Linked DNA regions of Sus scrofa: region 1 is linked to region 2. The links are chromatin contacts, called in public HiChIP or PLAC-seq maps. All regions are on one chromosome and are shown on one strand. The core of a region is the stretch at or near the end of the contact, and the rest is flanking DNA. Distances in the headings are between cores, read along the strand shown.

Region 1 (2,858 bases), core at 63-2,562, 270 kb before region 2:
AGTTAACACTATAAGCCAATCAGTGTGCTAAATCCGCCCCCCTGCGATATATACCAATTTTGTTCTTAAGAAACTTCTGTTCTGGGTTCAGTATCTTTAGTGGGGGACAAGGTTTCAGAGGCCCGTGTTGAGCCCTCTTTAGCAGGGCTGCTGCAGCTTGACTTGTACCCTCCAGACCCCAGGGGTATCCTGGACCGAGTGAGTGACGGGTGCCCTGAGGCTTGTGCAGTGTACAGCCGGCACAACCGAACATGGCGGCTCTTTTAAATGTCTCCCACTTTATGAATAAAGATGGCAGGACTCATTGGATCATCATGACGTCCCTACGTCCCAAGACATAGGGGATTTCCATAGATCTCCGGTTACGGATTCGCCTGTAAAGCCTGCATGTCTGTCTGGATGGGATCACTCCCAGAAGACCAGTTTTCAAGCTCCAGGAGCAATAACATCTGGTAATAATAGCACCTGCTGTTGTTGTTTTGAGTGGCTTAGGCCTTGGGCCAGGTATTCATCAGCTGGTAGTTCCAGCTGCCCAAGCTGAGTGATGTTTGTTAAGTAGTCCTTTATCCCATTCCATTTCCTCTCTTGTGTTGACTCCCTCCAAAGACGTCGTTTATATAAATCACCAGTTTTGATGGTTCATAAACAAATCATGGAGCCCACGGCATCTGGGAGGCACACTGCAGCCTTTCTAAACTGGCACTGTGGGTATCAGCCCATGAATGGCCACCAGCTTCATTGTGAGAAATTAACTCAGCGATCAGCACATGTTTAGTCAGTGTCTACTCTGTGCAGGTGCTGTGACTTGCTGTGACGTGACAGATGCTGTAAGAAGGCAAACAATCAGAGCGGCAGCTGATGGTTTCTGAATTCTCATGCATTACCCATATGGGGCTTGTTTTAATCCTGGACGTTTATGAGGTCACTCTTAACATCTCTATTGTAATAGCTGAGGAAACTGAGACATAGAGCAGGTAGAGTAACCCACAGTCATATAATTAATAAGTGGTCACATGGGGGGCGTTGAACCCAAAGCTTTCTGACTCCAGATTTCATGCTCTGAACAAGTATCCTCTACTATTTTTCCCTCCCTGACCCCCCCTCCACCCACCAAGCTGGTCAGGATATAGCCTCATCTTTACAACGCATACATTAATGGACTGATAGGATTTTAGGAAAAAGTGAATGTGAATGCTTTATAAAAAGCAAGAAGGAAGATCCTTATTTAAGCCGACCGAATAGTATGGATGGAACAAACTGGGAATGACCTCAGGAGCACTCTGCCCCATTAGGTAATTTCTGCCAGAAAAAGACAGCTGCGCCCTTGGCTCTGTTGGTCCTCAGTTGGTTAATAACAAATAACTCTGTACCCTCAGCCCCTTGTTCTTTGACTTGGGGCTACACTTCACAGCTGACTCACCCTGCCGGTTCCGCTGGGAATTCTGCTCCTCTGATTTAGTCACGTAAGAGAGCATTATGGGAGTTTCCTGACTGCCAGGATGGGACACTGCTCGCCTCTGAACGTTTTCCAAGCTAAAGTCATTTCTGAGCGGTTCTCCTGAGGAGATCTCTAGGGTCTTAATTAAGTCTTTGAACCAGTGCTTGAGGAGTCACTGGTCTTCCATTTGAGCAGACTAGTGACTGTGTGGCGTGTCCCCCTGAGCATTCAGTGATGGGGGTGTGGGGGGAAGTGTATTTCAGCCCCTCCATTCTTCAGGAGAGAATGCTGTTTTGCCTTCTCATTTAGCTGCCAGCTCTGGCTGGACACAGAGTCTGGGGTCTCCAGCCTATGAAACGTGGGTTTGCAACCTGGAAGGAAAAGCATTAGGGAAAATAGGCTGGATGGTATGGGTCCCCACTCTGCCTTGGGTATATTCTTTTTTCTTCCATTTTTAAAGTTTTATTTTTTTATTTTTATGGCCACACCTGCAGCATATGGAAATTCCACTCTGGCTAGGGATCAAATCCAAGCCATAGCTGTGGCCACACTGGATCCTTTAACCCACTGAGCTGGGCCTGGGATCGAACCTGTACCTCTGCAGTGACCCGATCCTCTGCAGTTGGAAACTTAACCCACTGCACCATTTTTTTAAAGTTTTATTGAAATATGGTTGATTTACAATGCTGTGATGATTTCTGCTGTAAGGCAACGTGATTCAGTTATATATACACACACATCCATTCTTTTTTTTTTTTTTTTTTGTCTTTTTAGGACCACACCTGCAGCATATGGAATTTCCCAGGCTAGGGGTTGAACTGGAGCTGCAGCTGGCAGCCTACACCACAGCCACAGCAGTGCAGGATCTGAGCCATGTCTGCGACCTACACCACAGCTCAGGGCAACACCAGATCCTTAACCAATTGAGCAAGGCCAGAAATTGAACCCTCAGCCTCATGGATACTGGTCGGGTTCATTACTGCTGAGCCATGACGGGAACTCCCACACATCCATTCTCTTTCAAATTCTTTTCCCACACAGCTTATCATAGAATATGGGTAGAGTTCCCTGTGCTATACAGCAGGTCCCCGTTGGTCAGTCATTCCATAGACCTCAGCGTGCACATGCCTTAGGTATAGTCTAAGCTCTGTCTTTCTAGTTAGAGCTCCAGAAGGCAATATCTGGGAACTGTTTCTTCTCATGGAACTGCCCTTGCATTTCCCAGGCTATTCTGAGATAATAACCATAGGAAAATCACATCTTTCTTTTGCAATATGAATCGCCCTGGAGGGCAGCATCCAGCCTGCCACTACATGCCCTGCACACATTTCCACATAAGCAGCTGCTTTCATCACTTAATGCCAAGAGGAAGAAGAAAAGAAACAAAACCTTGCTTCTGCTGAGGTTGTGCTCTGCTTCC
Region 2 (3,034 bases), core at 41-2,540:
CGAGAGAAGGTCAAGGGTGTCCTGGGGCCCGTGGGTGGTAAAGGGAGGGAGGAGACGAGGAAGACAAGGCCACTGCGTGATCCCAGACAAACCTTGCGTGAGTACGGTCTGTTCCCGCCTGCGTGCTCCTGGCTGTCGCCTCCGCCGCCGCCGCCGCCGCCGCCCCTGCCGCCCCTGGTCAGACCCGCACTGCCTCTCCCTGCCCTGACCTGACACCCCAGGCTGGGCCTCGGGCTTAGGGACCATGAAACCAGAAGGGACTAGAACAACAAGAGGCCTGTGGCAACCGCTGGTCCACAGCAAGCATTTTGACTGTTGTTTTGCCAGATAATATGCCCTGATGACCTGTGGTCGCCTCCAGGGACATGAGCCAGGCTTCCTCTTGAGGCAGGAGGTAGGTGAGCTCAGGGAGGTGGTTGGGAAGAATTCTCAGTTTTCATTTTGTAGTCTTTGGTAGCTTTTGAATTTCTTATATCGTGCCTGCTTTTGTGTGTTTCTTCTATGACTCAAAGTTAAAAGTATATAAAGTGACTTTTAAAAGTTAGAGTAAGACGGAACGGCACCTGCCTGCTTGGGCCTAGACAAATTGCTTGGCCCCTTAGGGGTGTGGAGCTGGAGCACGGAGGTGGGGCAGGGCAGGTGAGAGGGTGGGTGCAAGTCCTCAGCCTGTGCCAGCACAGATGGCATCATGGGCCAGCCTCTGGCACCACCCGGGGGCAAAGTTGCAGAGCTCTTAACTTGGGCAAACCCCAGAACCTTTTCACACCTCAGTTCCCTCCTCTTTAAAATGGGAGTAGATCTTTTTTTTTTTTTTAACCTTTTCTAGGGCTGCTCCCTTGGCATATGGAGGTTCCCAGGCTAGGGGTCTAATCGGAGCTGTAGCCACCAGCCTACACCACAGCCACAGCAACATAGGATCCGAGGCATATCTGCAACCTACACCACAGCTCATGGCAACACCGGATCCTTAACCCATGGGGCAAGGCCAGGGATCGAATCCACAACCTCTTGGTTCCTAGTCGGATTCATTAACCACTGAGCCTCCACGACAGGAACTCTGAAATGGGAGTAGATCTTAATCCAGCCAACTAACAGGATTTGGGACTTTTGTTTTGTTTTCCTTTGGTTTTGTGCTTTCCTGGCGACTTGAACTTGATATTTCCGTGCATTGTAGGTGTGACATAGTGATTGGATATTGAAACAAGGGGAAGGGTCAATGGCAGACAAAATGCCTAGAGCCAGGTTGGGAGGAGTTAACGACCTGACACACGTTGTAATGACCTACTTCCCCCTGGCATCTCTGCAGAGCTAAAAACAGGACCTCAGTTCTGTCATTTCCAAGAAAAGAAAGCCTATGGCCTTAGCTGTGTTTTTGATGGTCTTACGAATTTTAAATAACCACAGGAAAGCATGGGAGACTCTTCTTGAGATATAAATCTCTGTTTCTGTCCTTTTAGAAGCTTCGCAAACAAAGTACTGTCAAAATAATCACTGTTCTGCCAGTCATGTTAATGAGGAAATTCTGTTTTAACAATTTTCCTTCCCTTTCCTCCTGGAGGTAGGCCCAGAGAATGCCAGCTCAAAGGCCAAATTATCCACACATGCATCCATAGTTAAATGCATGGGCAAGAGCTTGCATCTGCACGGGTTTTTTTAAATTGAGGCATAGTTGATTGACAATGTTGTGTTAATTCTAGATGTACAACACATATGTATACGTATATATATATATCATATTCTTTTTCATTTGTAGGTTATTATAAGATACTGAATATAGTTCCCTGGGTTCTGTAGTAGATCTGTGTTGTTTCTCTGTTTTCTATGTAGTGGTGTGTCTCTGTTAATCCCAAACTCCTGGCTTATCCCTCCCTCTCACTTTCCCTTTTGGGTAATGGTAAGTTTGTTTTCTGTGTCTGTGACTCTGTTTCTGTTTTGTAAATAAGTTCATTTGTGTCATTTTTTAGATTCGACATAAAAGGGAGATCATGTGGTATCTGTCTTTCCCTGTCTGACTTACTTCACTTAGTATGAGAATCTCTGGGTCCCTCCATGTTGCTGCAAATGGCATTATTTCATTCCTTTTTATGGCTGAGTAGTATTCCACTGCATACATGTACCATATCTTCTTTATCCATTTTTTTCCTGTCTTTTGTTTTTTTAGGCCCACACCTGTGGCATATGGAGGTTCCCAGGCTCGGGGTCGAATCGGAGCTACAGCTGCCTGCTTATACCACAACCATAGGAATGCAGAATCCGAGCTGTGTCTGCCACCTACACCACAGCTCACGGCAATGCCTGATCCTTAACCCACTGAGCAAGGCCAGGGATTGAACGTGAGTCCTCATGGATACTAGTCAGGTTTGTTAACCACTGAGCCACAATGGGAACTCCTCTTTGTTCTTCTGTTGATGGATGTTTAGGTTGCTTTCATGTGTTGACTATTGTAAAATACATCTGCAGATTTTAAACTGATTTTACTATAGAACTAGCTTCATGGTTTTCCTGAGTTGTAGATGTGCATGGCCTTGGTATAAATAAATAATTACACACGTGCATATGTATACACATAAACTAGTAAGGCAATCTAAAAATAGAGGGAAAAAAAAGTACAATTCTTCCACAACCCTACTAACCAGTTATAACTGCTCATGACAGTTGTGTGTTGTGTGTATTTTTGAAAAAATGTTTTCTTTGGCATACATTTACATTTTTTCCTTTGTCTATACATCAGAAAGACCAATAGCCGGATTATAGTCACACAACTTTCACCCTTTCCATGCATGGTGATAACGGAGCAAAGGCCTTTTGTTTTTCTTTCCGGAAAGTCCTGCTTCTGAGGGTGGGTGCCTCCTTCGCTCTTTATTCACAGCCTGGGGGCTGCCCTGCAGTTGAAAAGATTATTCCACAGTGTGGGGGGGTGTGGGGTAGGGGGGGTGCTGAACCCAGTCTGGTCGTTTTTCTGTTCCTCCTACTTGCTGCAGGTCAGACATCCTCAAGGCCAAGAAAAGTTGTGACATTTGGGCAGGACACTTAC

What was found. HiChIP or PLAC-seq counts read pairs in DNA pulled down with a chosen protein or histone mark.
Region 1: a contact with region 2 is called in an H3K27ac HiChIP or PLAC-seq map of skeletal muscle, with 2.6 times the contacts expected there. The contact joins two enhancer-like sites. A contact is called at or near these places in 2 of 47 Hi-C or Micro-C datasets (fetal liver and subcutaneous adipose tissue) and 1 of 2 datasets of contacts at active chromatin or transcription factors (skeletal muscle).

The regions. Positions count from the first base shown.
Region 1 is chr7:41,149,290-41,152,147 of Sscrofa11.1, reverse strand. All of the region lies in intron 2 of RCAN2 (calcipressin-2), which reads left to right. Among named protein-coding and RNA genes, the nearest start is that of RCAN2, 130 kb to the left of the region's middle. Within about 2 kb of position 1,312, at least 4 of the 83 cell types and tissues checked have an H3K27ac peak or open chromatin away from gene starts, as enhancers often do. A contact at or near this core is called in skeletal muscle, where this site is marked.
Region 2 is chr7:40,879,652-40,882,685 of Sscrofa11.1, reverse strand. All of the region lies in intron 1 of LOC102161511 (a long non-coding RNA gene), which reads left to right. Among named protein-coding and RNA genes, the nearest start is that of ENPP4, 15 kb to the left of the region's middle. Within about 2 kb of position 1,290, at least 8 of the 83 cell types and tissues checked have an H3K27ac peak or open chromatin away from gene starts, as enhancers often do. A contact at or near this core is called in skeletal muscle, where this site is marked.